3 separate regions of the Mus musculus genome follow, and regions 1 and 2 are each linked to region 3. Evidence: chromatin contacts called from public promoter capture Hi-C data. All regions are on one chromosome and are shown on one strand. The core of a region is the stretch at or near the end of the contact, and the rest is flanking DNA. Distances in the headings are between cores, read along the strand shown. Region 1 holds the start of Kctd2 (potassium channel tetramerisation domain containing 2). Region 2 holds the start of Mrpl58 (mitochondrial ribosomal protein L58). Region 3 holds the start of Ubald2 (UBA-like domain containing 2).

Evidence for each region. Promoter capture Hi-C pulls out the DNA fragments that hold promoters and counts their contacts.
Region 1: a contact with region 3 is called in a promoter capture Hi-C map of pre-B cells, with 4 times the contacts expected there. The contact joins the promoter of Kctd2 here to the promoter of Ubald2 in region 3. A contact is called at or near these places in 2 of 39 promoter capture datasets (liver and pre-B cells) and 1 of 9 other capture datasets (liver).
Region 2: a promoter capture Hi-C map of liver shows a contact between it and region 3, with 2.2 times the contacts expected there. The contact joins the promoter of Mrpl58 here to the promoter of Ubald2 in region 3. A contact is called at or near these places in 2 of 39 promoter capture datasets (liver and pre-B cells) and 1 of 9 other capture datasets (liver).

Annotation. Positions count from the first base shown.
Region 1 is chr11:115,418,821-115,422,558 of GRCm38.p6, forward strand. It overlaps Kctd2 (potassium channel tetramerisation domain containing 2), which reads left to right and starts at 1,306. Exons shown (of 6, transcript NM_183285.3): 1 at 1,306-1,686; 2 at 3,163-3,271. The coding sequence starts at 1,348. It overlaps Atp5h (ATP synthase, H+ transporting, mitochondrial F0 complex, subunit D), which reads right to left and starts at 1,099. Exons shown (of 6, transcript NM_027862.1): 1 at 1,072-1,099.
Region 2 is chr11:115,402,315-115,406,270 of GRCm38.p6, forward strand. Mrpl58 (mitochondrial ribosomal protein L58) reads left to right here and starts at 1,438. Exons shown (of 6, transcript NM_001347645.1): 1 at 1,438-1,646. The coding sequence starts at 1,461.
Region 3 is chr11:116,432,462-116,436,432 of GRCm38.p6, forward strand. Ubald2 (UBA-like domain containing 2) reads left to right here and starts at 1,633. Exons shown (of 3, transcript NM_176902.3): 1 at 1,633-1,967; 2 at 2,098-2,160. The coding sequence starts at 1,848.

The DNA of each region.
Region 1 (3,738 bases), core at 56-2,555, 1.0 Mb before region 3:
CTCTACAACCCAGAATATAAACATGTTCTCTCCTACCAGGCTGCCCTTCCTCTATCCCAACTCATTTCTATTCTTTGCAGACACTTCTAAAGGAAGTCATAAGCTGCCCAAAGGCTAACTAAGCTACTGTGTTTTGGCCACTGACTCTCCACCACAACCCCGGCCATTCACTCGAACTGTCCTGCCCAGGTCATCCTGTCCACAGCACACATACTGTGCACTTTCAGAGGCATTTTTACACAAATGATACTGTGAAAAGAAAGTGACTGAAGCGGTCTTGAGACCAAAACAAGACGAGATACAGAAAATAACTATGAAGAGAGCCAACCGAAAAGTGGAAACCATCTACACAAGCTCTGAGTGGGGGATACCTTCCTATCGATCAAAGTTGTCAAATGCCGGTCTCTCTCCTTCCTTCCTTCCTTCCTTCCTTCCTTCCTTCCTTCCTTCCTTCCTCAGTACAGCTTACGTCTCTAAGAGACAGAGACAGAGACTAAGACAGTTGTCAAGTGAACTAAGGATGCCAGAGAACGAAGTGCACTGGAGAAAGCAGGAGTTACAGACTTTTTGTTATCTGATTCATCTCTAGCGCTGGTTGTTTCTCAGACAAATTGGCCAGCCTGCTCTCATACACAGGTCATAAGCATAGAGAATGACCAATAGTTAATTAGATCAATCGGTAAACCTCATGAGGAATAGGAATCCTCCATTCGAAGGGAAGGACGTAGAGTTGAAGTCTGCTAGGTGTCTTGTCCTCTCTGAAAGTTACCACCCTAACTCTGTGATGCTTTCCCGACCCCTAAACTCCACTCCTGAGATCGCCACACAGTGTGAGACAAAAGTCTGTGGCAACATCTAAATTCACGGTGATTGGCTAAGTCACTGCCAGGCCCCAGGCTCGCCCCGCGGGAAAGCGAGCAGGGCAAAGCAGTGACCTCGGGCGCTCTGCTAGCGGGGCAGCTCGAAGGCCCGATGTCCTCCGTGGAGCTGGAACAAGTGTGGAAGCGAGGTCTGGAATACAATACAAAAGAGTCCGTGGAGATTCGACCCAACACCTCAGACCCCACTCACCTTCACCGACCCCCGGCGGAGTGCTCTCTCTCCAGCAAGCAAGGAACGGAAGAGAGTTGCCGGAAGTTCTCTCCTTGGCCAATCCGAACGAGCAATAGGCGGGTCTCATGTCACACTTCAGCCAATGAGCATGGAGTCCCGTCCTGGAAGGCGGGCGCGGCGCCTGCGCCGTCGGGGTCCCTTTTCCCCCTGCCCCACGCCCGCCGATGGGCCGGCCCGGCTCTCCCCGCCGAGGAGTCGGCCGGCCCGGCGGCGCGCGGGCAGCGGCGGCCCAAGATGGCGGAGCTGCAGCTGGACCCGGCAGTGGCGGGGCTGGGAGGGGGTGGCAGCAGTGCGATGGGCGACGGCGGCGGCTCGGGCCGCGGACCCCCCAGCCCTCGCCCTGCGGGCCCGACACCCCGCGGACACGGCCGCCAGCCCGCCGCCGCCGCGCAGCCGCTGGAGCCCGGGCCCGGACCTCCGGAGCGGACGGGAGGCGGCGGGGCCGCCCGCTGGGTCCGGCTCAACGTGGGCGGTACCTACTTCGTGACCACCAGACAGACCCTAGGCCGGGAGCCCAAGTCCTTCCTCTGCCGCCTGTGCTGCCAGGAGGACCCGGAGCTGGACTCCGACAAGGTGCGCCCCGCCCTCGGGCGCGCCCCCGGGTGTTGGGACCCATTCCAGGCTGGTGCTCCGATCTCTGGGACGCGTTTCCCTCCAGCGGGTCCTGCAAACCCGGACTTGAGTCCACTCTCTTCCCCCCGAGTTAGCACTGGCCACCTCAGAATGATCTCCCGTCCCAGTTCTGCCCCATCTTCAGGCACACTCCGGTTTCCCTTCGCACCCCGCTCTTTTCTCAGCTGCTCCTGCGTGGAGTTGTCTACCTGCACCCACGGGAGCCCCCTTCGTGCTCCTGTCACATTCCCTGCCCCTCCTGGGGACCACCCCTTCTCAGATCTGCATGAGTTTTTCTTTGGCTCCCGGGCGGCCCCCTGCTGCTGGTGCCAAATGCATTCAGAACTGGGTCAGGGTGAATGACCACATCTTGGTCACTTTCGGAGGACTCAGGTCCTGTTCCATCCCTGTGTAAAGTGGTATTAAACTCGGGGTTTAATGATAGCGTCCACTACTGAAGGCTGCAGGAAGTGCTTGTGATACATCCTGTGGTGGTGATAAAATCCTGGTCCCAGACCTTTTGTGCCGTAACAGTCACCGTTTCGGTACATTTTTGAAAGTAAATGCACTCCTTGGAAAGATGGGCTGATAGGTTAGGACCCAGAGAATGTGTAGCGTCAAACACAGGGTTGAGCAGTGGCAAGACGTCATTCATTTCCAGTTTGAACTGTAACTTTTGCAGGTTGACCTTTGACTCTCAAACGCATCCATACCATAAAGCACTCCCATGGTTAGTAGACTTGCATAAACCCTTAATCAGTTTCATCTGTTCTCTGATACCAAATTGATGGGAACCTTAAGAGATTCCAGAACTCCTGTTTATAGGGAATTATTTTTATATACCCTAAATCTTCCTTATGGCCAACACAAGCCAGTTTCTTGTTTCTTTTACTGTAAAGATGAGTAGGATTAAAGTTGCTCTGAGCCAAGTCCTGGCAGTACCAAGCTTCCTCTGGGCACAGAGATAGGGTGTGTGAGATTGCAGCTGCCAGTGCAGACTCCCACTGATGTTGGCCTTGGGCTCAGGAGAACTGCCAATAGAATGGAAGTTTTCTCAGAATTAGGACTGTAGTCCAGGGGCAGTGAAGGAGTCAGAACGCTTAACACAGCTATGAGATTTCCTTCATCCCCTCCCTGTAGCTGGTACCCTACAGAAGAATGTTAACAGAATGTGGGTCTACCCAGTAAATAAAGGCCTGGGCAGTGGGAGTGACTGTGCGTCTAAGACATCTGACCTGAAATGATCTTAAAGCCAGCCTCTGGTCAATAGTTTAAAATAAGCAAACTGTAGCAAAACCGGCTCAGTAAATAAATAAATAAATAAATAAATAAATAAATAAATGGTTTTTAGCTGACATAGTGACTGTTGCCTGAGTGCCCCGGCGGATTAGGGAAATGCTATTTAGAAAATGTTGCTTGGCTGTGCTCGGTTGACAGGACGAGACTGGAGCGTATCTGATTGACAGAGACCCTACCTACTTTGGTCCTATCCTAAACTACCTCCGCCATGGGAAACTCATCATTACCAAGGAGTTGGCAGAAGAAGGTAAGGCCACCTGTCTGGTTTCAGACTTGTGGTTGATTAGAGCTGCTTCGAGGACTTCCGGTTTGGTTTGGGATCGCCCCTGAGCTTGCGCAGGTGGGAGAGTTAGTGAAAGTAAGCGGGTAGCCTCCAGCTCCCGGGCTTGTGCAAACGCCTGGAAGGAGGCTGTGCGGAGCTGGGTCAGCTGTAGTGTGGAGCCGGCTTGCTCCGCTCGCAGAATCTGCTTTAGGCTTGTAAACCTGTGTCCCCATCACATGTGTCATATTTGCGGTGAGTGCCTGAAGCGCCACGTCTTCGTCAGCCAGGTGTTTTCATTTTTCCATTTTCCTTTGGACTTGTGAAAATAATGTTAATAAATGCCTGACCTCATTTCCTAAGACTCTGGTCTCATGCTTCTCTGTGAAGTCGTGCAGCTGACCTGATTCACTCTCCAACTCACTGTGAGGCAGGCGTGTCGCAGGCTCCTTGTC
Region 2 (3,956 bases), core at 188-2,687, 1.0 Mb before region 3:
AGGAGGTAGAGCAGGTGCATCTTTAAGAGTTCAAGGCCAGCCTGGTTTACAGAGCGAGTTTCAGAACAGTCAAGGTTACACAGAAATACTGTCATGAGGAAAAAAAAAAAGAAGAAAAAGAAAAACCAAACCAAAGAACAACAAAAACGTGAACTACCATGAAATTCACTTGACCCACAGTCGTGGTATGTCTGTGATGTGACACACTCTGCATGTTTGGGATACAGCAGAGACCTTACATTCTAACTTGGAGACAGGCAATATGTTAGAACATAAGACTGGGCCTTGGAGTAGTGGTACAAATCTGAACACCTGTGAGGTGAAGGCAGGAGGGTCAGGAGTTCAAGACTAGTCTGAGCTAAATAGGTTGAAACCCTGTCTCAAAACACAAGCAAAAGACAGACCTGGTTGGGTAAGCTTTTAATACCAATGCTCTGGACTGAGAGGCAGGCAACCTGCTGTATATAGTGAGCTCCAGGCCAGCTAGGGCTACATAATTGAAACCTGCCTAAATAAATACCACAAAACCAACCCTTAAGCTCAAAATCGAACACACAAAGATTGGTTGACTGTCTATCCACTCATCTATCTAAAGCAAGTTAGGAATGTGGCTCACACTGAACAAGGGATAGGAAAGGGCAGGGAAAGTCCGAGCTTAGCAGGTAAGGTCGTCCTTGCTGTATCTAGTTAGGTTGCTCAAGGGTCCAGGGAAGGAGAACAGACTCAAAAAAGAGAAAAGGGTGTTTCTAGGATGCTAGATCCAGTGTTTGTTTATGTATTTATGCATTTATATATTTGTTTACATACACACACATTTAAAATGATTTTTCCAAGACAGAGTTTCTCTGTATAGAAGCCTCGGCTGTCCTGGACTCACTTTGTAGACCAGGCTAGCCTAGGTCCACCTATCTCTGCCTCCCAAGTGCAAGGATTAAGGCCTGGCCATGTATGTATGTATGTGTGTATGTATGTACTATTATTATTTTTTTTTTATGGTTTTTCAAGACAGGGTTTTTTTTCTGCATAGCCCTTGCTGTCCTGGAACGCACTCTGTAAACCAGGCTGGCCTCGAACTCAGAGATCCACCTGCCTCTGCCTCCCAAGTGCTGGGATTAAGTGCCACCACGCCTGGCCATGTATGTATTATTTTTATGACAGGGGCTATGTGACTAGGTTAGGCTCTCATCTGCCTTAGCCTTGAGAGCAGTGCTGGGACTGCAGGTGAGCACCGCTCAGTCAGACCCATACAGGAATCTTTTTAAGAAAAATCTCCCGTAGGTGGTCTCTATCTGCCGGTCAACCTCTACCAGATGTCAGCTGGGTGCGCACCACTTCCCACCATCACCGCCAAGGTGGACAGCCCGGAGCCCGAGAAACCCGGCGGAACTTAAGAGCCAGCTCAGCCAAGGCTGGCGGACCGCCGGAAGAGTGAGCACCGGAAGCGGTCCTGGGAGGTGAACATGGCGACCGCCTGGGGCCTACGCTGGGGCCTGAGCCGAACTGGAACGTTGTTGCTCGCGCCGCCCGCGCGCTGTGCTCGCCGGGCTCTGCACAGACAGGTAGACGGCACCACGTTCCAGAGCATCTACAGCCTGGACAAGCTGTACCCCGAGTCCAAGGGCGCGGATACCGCCTGGAAGGTCCCGGTGAGCCGAGAAAGGCGGGACGGAAAGGGCGGTTCCTCCCGCTGCTAGGTGACGCGAGGAAGCCGGGCGGCTTGCAAGGTTTTGGTTGCCCCAGGAGGAACTGATCGCCCTAGTAACCCGGCCGGAGGTGCGGGATGTGCTGGGACTGTAGAGTGTGATTGCAACCCTCGTGGCTCGGGTAGTGCAGACCCTGGGAGAGAGCCGCCACATACGCGTCTTTCTAGATCGTTAGTTTGTCCACGTTTGCTTCCCGGCCTTCAGGCTCACATTATATGGGAAGATGTGCATTATGGACCTTGAAAGTAGTAAAACCTGAGATCCGCAAGTTGGGACGTTACCCAGTCTTTTGACCCTAGTAACGTTAGGAAGCCTGAGACAAAGCTGGTTTGGTCCCTAAGGGTCCATGTTTAGCCTGCGTCATGTAGTGGTACTGCGTGGGGCCTGAGCAGGAAAGAGAGCATCTATTGAGCTGCACCTGTAGGATTGAAAGAGCATCAAGTATTTTCATTCATCCACTCGCACCTCATTCAGCAGACATCTTTTGAGAGCATGCTGTTAGCACAGTGCTAATTTGGGGCAGAGAGTAGTAAAACAGAAATCCTAAGGCTGTAAAGCTCGTATACTGGAGGGCGACAGACAAAAATAAATGAATAAACCCAAGTAACACTAAATATGATACTTCAGAGATAGTAAGACTCAGAAGGCAAAGGTGAAGCTAGAGATAATAACAGTTGTAGGTTTGTTGTTTGTTTGGACAAAGGATCTCATGTAGCCTAGGCTAGACTCGAACTTGCTACATAGCTGTGGGTGGCTATGAGCTCCTGATCCTTCCACGTTCATCTCCCACGCGTAAAGATTACTGGCATGTATCACTGTACTGATACATGTTGTGAGAAAAGCTCTTTAAAAGCCCTGGATGATCTCTAGTTTGCAGTGATCTTCCTGCCTCTCAAGTACTGAGATTACAGGCATATACCAACAAACCCAGCTAAGCATTGAAGTTTTAGGTAGAGTGATCTGGGAAAAGCCTGGAAGAATGGGCCACAGTGGCCTGAATCTGTAACCCAAGCACTTGAGGCAGAGGCAGGAAAAATCAATTGGCTCATAGCCAGCCTGGATTATATGAGACCTTGTCACGTACAAAGACCTGGAAGGAAGACATGAGAATACTGGGGAGATGAGTGTCCCCAGCAGAGCAGGTGCAACCATTTCAGAACAGTAGCATGCTGGACAAGTGTGGCTGAGTGAGGCAGTTGAGAGAAGTGGGTGGAGCCAGGAATAGAATGATACATTTTAGTTTTACAAGATTGACTGCTACACAGTGTTACAGACAGAAGCCTGGAGAATGGCAACAGCTAGAATGTAAGTTAGGAGATTGCGGTAATATAGGTCACAGTAACATAGGCAAGACAGGATGAGCAGGCTGGAAGCAATAGGAGCCTTGAAGGTGATTAGGTCCTAGGCATCTTTTGAAGAAAGTCTAGAGGATTCTTCCCTACTGGATTGGAAGTAAACTGAGAACAAGCAGGGTCTGTGGGACTGTAGTGAGCAGAGGTTTACTGGAGCCCAAAAGTAGGGAGTCACCAGTATTAATGGCTTTTCCATCAGCTTAGAAGGATGAAATCGTCTGGGGGCGGGGGGCAGGGGTAAACGGGTATTCAGAAGAGGCCAGAGGAAACCTGAGGAGGGTGGCTTAGCAAAGAGGTGTCTTCAGAGAGAGCAGCATGAGCTGAGTGAGGTCTAGAGATCAAGTGATGAAGGCATGGAGAGGTGCAGATGGACACACTTGGGCTTGGAGGCCAGAGGAGCCCCCGGGGTGGGATTTGTTGCACTCTGTGGTCCTGAGGACTTAAAGTTGGAGGGTGCTGCTGCTGAATGAAGAGCTCGATGAGGGGGAGACCTGACATGAGGAGCTCAGTCTGACGCCAGCCCCCCAGGTGAACCAGAACCTGATCAAGGTAGACTGCCTGCTGCCGGCTTCCTGTGGGCACCAGAAGGAACAGGGCGGCCCACTAGGATTGTTGTGTCAGGTTGGCAGAGAGCATTGGTCTTTAGCGGCCCTCATGTATGTGTTCTCTGTCTTGTCTCATCCATCCCTTTCTCCATGAGACAGGCCACTGATGGCACCCAGCAATAGCTTAAGGCAGGGGCAGGGACAGCTGGAGGCCTGAGCCGCATCTTCCTAGAGGAGCGCTTAAGAGGTAGCGTCTGAGTCGAGACGAGACGGGTTTGACAGCAAGATTTGGAGGCCTGAAACCTAATGCATAGCTTCTTAAAAGTGCTTATTGAATTTAGTGTGTGTGAATGTGT
Region 3 (3,971 bases), core at 383-2,882:
TCCTACCCCTTCAAAACAAACAAACAAAACAGAAGACAAAAGAAACAAGATTAACTCATCCTTGCGCCCAAAGCTTTTTGTTCTCTTCTTGTGGAGCTGGGGAGGTAGCCGGGGCTTCTGGTAGGCTAGGAGAGCTCTCCAGCCAGCTGTGCATTCATTGGTGTGCAAACATCAGTTGTAACCTTATTCTTAGCTAGATACTTTCTAAAAAACGGGCAAGTTCTCTTAAAGAGAACATTTAGTCCTTTTAGGTAAAATAAAAAGAGTTCAGTGAGTAAAGGCGCTTGCTGCCAAGTTTGTCAACCCCAGTCTGGTTTTACACCCACACCATGGAAAGCGACTCTCACTGCCTCTGCCTTCACTGGCAAAGAAATAGAAGTGAGGTTTGCTTTCTTCTGTTCTGTCCTTCTGTTCTGCACACCCTAACTAGTTAGAACCTTCGCTGTAATTAGTTCTGATGAAAAACAGTATATGTCTTCCTGAAACAGGAGCCTTCACAGTAAATTCCCAATCCGATCCTCCAGATCAGGGTGGAAACAGTTCCTGCCCGCTCCCCATGGTCTAGAATCCTTGGATAAGTGGGGCTCTTATACCATGTGTCATTTTTTCCTACCAGCCAACTTCACCATCTTGTGTACCTTAAATCATCTTTAGGTCACTTTAATACCCAATACAATGTAAGTTTCATGTGAATAGATGTATCAATGTCCTCTTGATCAGGGAATAATGACAAAGAAAATGTCTTCATGCTGAAAACAGGTACTTTTTTTTTTTTTTTTTTTTTTAAAGCATAAGGTTTTTAAACCCCGAGGCTGGATTATGCAAAGCATGCCCTGGCACTGGCTATTCCCCCCCACCCCCGTGTGTGTGTGTGTGTGTGTGTGTGTGTGTGTGTGTGTGTGTGTGTGTGTGTTTGGAGAGTTTCTCTATGTAGCCCTGCTGGCTGTCCTGGAACTAACTCACCATGTAGGCAAGACTGGCCTCGAACTCAGAGCTATCCGAATGCCTCTACCTCCCACTGAGCCCTGAAATTAAAACCATGTGGTCACTACGCCTGGTTCTTTTGTGTTGTTTTGTTTTGTTTTGTTTTGTGGTGTTAAGAAATTGAACCCAGGATCTGTCTGCCATGTTTCAAAAGTTTTCTTTTTCTTTTCTTTTTTTTTTAAGAGAGACTGTTTAGAAGCTATTTAAAAATTTAAATACTCTTGAGAGTCGAGTAGCTGCGAAGGTTCTGTGTGTTTTCTATTTTGATCGTTCTGTTTCTCGAGATGACCACATCTTTCAGAGGAAATGAGTCAAAGCCACTCCGTCTTGCTTTTCCAGCTGAGCATGTTCAGTTTCAATGAAGTAATGAATGAACTTGGCCAGCACCACCCCCACGCCTACAACAGCAAACACTGATGACCTCCACCAATCAGAACGCGGTCAGGGTTTTCGAGTTGAGTTCAAACAGGCCTACGGTAGGCCAATCAGCGCATCACGCCCCGCCTCCCGATGGCGGCCCCAGCCAACCACCAACTCGGAGGAGCCAAAACACGGAGGCTGGCCAATGCCGGGGTGCCCCCGCGGCACCGACTCCGCCAATGGGCGCGGCCAGGCGAGGAGAGAAACAGAGCGGCCGGGCCCGCCGCAGGATTCGAATCGAACGTCCGTGTGGGAGCCGGCGGCTGGCTGGGCTGCGCGTGGGCCAATCAGCGGCGTCGGCTCACGGCCCCCGAACGTTGGGCCTGGCGGCCCCGCCCCGCGCTGTTGTTTGCGGCGTCGGCGCGGCCGCGCGAGCCGAACCACAACATTCGCCGGGCGGCGGCGGAGCTGCGAGCGTGAGCCCGGGGCGGCCGCCCAGCGCCATGTCGGTGAACACGGACGAGCTGCGGCACCAGGTCATGATCAACCAGTTCGTGCTGGCCGCGGGCTGCGCGGCCGATCAGGCGCAGCAGCTGCTGCAAGCGGCGCACTGGCAGTTCGAGGTGTGCACCGGGCCGGGGTCGGGAGCGCGCGTGGGAGCCGGGGGCCGCGTAGGGGGGCCGCGGCGGGGGGGGGGGGGGCCGGGGCGGCCAGGCCTCGCTCACGCCGCTGCGTCCCGTATTTTGTCCGCAGACCGCCCTAAGCACGTTCTTTCAAGAAAGCAACATTCCCAACAGCCACCACCACCCGCAGATGGTAAGTGTTCCCCAGGGCCGCGGAGGGGGCGCTCGGTGCGGCAGGGTCGCTGTCAGCCGCGCCGGTGACAGCCATGTTGCCGGGGAGCGGCGCGCCGCGAATGTAAACAAAGAGCCAAAATGTCTTCCAGGAAAGAGCGCTCCCAGGCCGGCGCTGGCTCGCCCAACTTTGGGACCCGCCTCCAGGCCGCTGGATCGGGGCCTGAGGCCCTGTGCTGGGCGCTGTGCCCTGGGTGTAAGGGCCTTGGTGTTGGGGAGGTGGGGGTAGAAGGAAGGGAAGACGGCTTCCAGCAGGATGTTGCGATTCTGATAGCAGAGGATGGGGAAGGGGCTCGAGGATAACCAGACCTTTGGGGACTTCGGGGTGGTGGGGGACTGAGGGATTTGTGTCTTGATGCAAAACACACACACACACACACACACACACACGACTGAGGTAGGGATTTGTGTCTTGGTGCAACAAACACAGCCGTGTGCACACACACACACACACACACACCACCCACCCACCCAGTGCTGCAGGAAGCAGGGGAGGGATAGATCCACCCTGGCTCCGGAAGTCCAACTCTACCCACAAAGGTAGGCTGGCCCTTCCAAAGCCTCCAGGGAACATAACCTTTATGGAGGATATACAGATTTATATACCTAAGGTGAGGCCAAGAATTTCTTTTAATCTCAGTATGTTAAGAAACAAAACAGTCCAGGAAATAGTTCTTGGAGCCTGGATTTGTCCTCTTCCAACTTGGCTCCAGGCTAGAGCCTTTGCCCTCTGGCCAGTGGGTACCCTGCTTTCCTGAGGCCAGGCACATCCCTTCTCTGCTCTAACTCCTAGTTAGCTATTAGCTCCAAACGTGTAGGAGGGCCTGAGCCCAGGAGAGGGGTGGTAAAACATTATTCCCTAAGAGATCTGCCATTGGACTTTTTTGTTTTTTTTGGTGTCCTTGTCCCCAGGAGACAAGACTACATGTGGATCTTCTGCTGTATCTTGTTCTCAGCACTTTTTTCTTCTGACAAAAACGAGCCGCCCCCCCCCCTCCCCGCGTGGTGGCGCACGCCTTTAATCCCAGCACTCAGGAGGCAGAGGCAGGCAGATTTCTGAGTTCGAGGCCAGCCTGGTCTACAGAGTGAGTTCCAGGACAGACAGGGCTACACAGAGAAACCCTGTCGCGAAAAACAAAAAAAAAAAACAAAAACAAACAAAAAACGAGGGGGGATGCTCAGGAAGGAGAGTCTGCCTCAGTTTAAACTAGCTCTCAACATTTGGAGTAAGATTGGAAAATGAATGATGCTGTGGGCCCCAGCCACTGCGGCCAAGCTCTTAGAAAATTCAGGTGGGATTCATCATGCCCAAGACCCCCTCCTACATCCAGCCATCCAGACCTCCAGCTTCCTAGACCTGGGAGTCTTCTGCTTTCATCCTGCTCAGTGTCTTCCTATGCACAAGACTATTCAGAAAAGCATAGCCATGCTGAAGGGCCTGGAACAAGGAAGCCAGCAAGCCCCAGCTTGAACTGGATTCCCTCCCTTCCCCCACCTTTGTCAATCTGTGTGTGTGTGTGTGTGTGTGTGTGTGTGTGTGTCTGTCTGTGAGTGTCTGTGAGTCTGTGTGTTCTCCTTGGAAGCTTCCCTTGGGAGACTGCTGGTTTTGTAACTCAGACGTTATAATCAGCACACCCAGGAGGGACCTGTGCTGGAGGCCTCGCCTGCACAGTAGGGAACAGCAGCCCTGTTCTGAGAGTCAGTCCAGTTTTTAAGACAAAATAATTAGAAAACTTAAATAAAAACATTGAAGCCAGCACTTGGGAGGTTAAG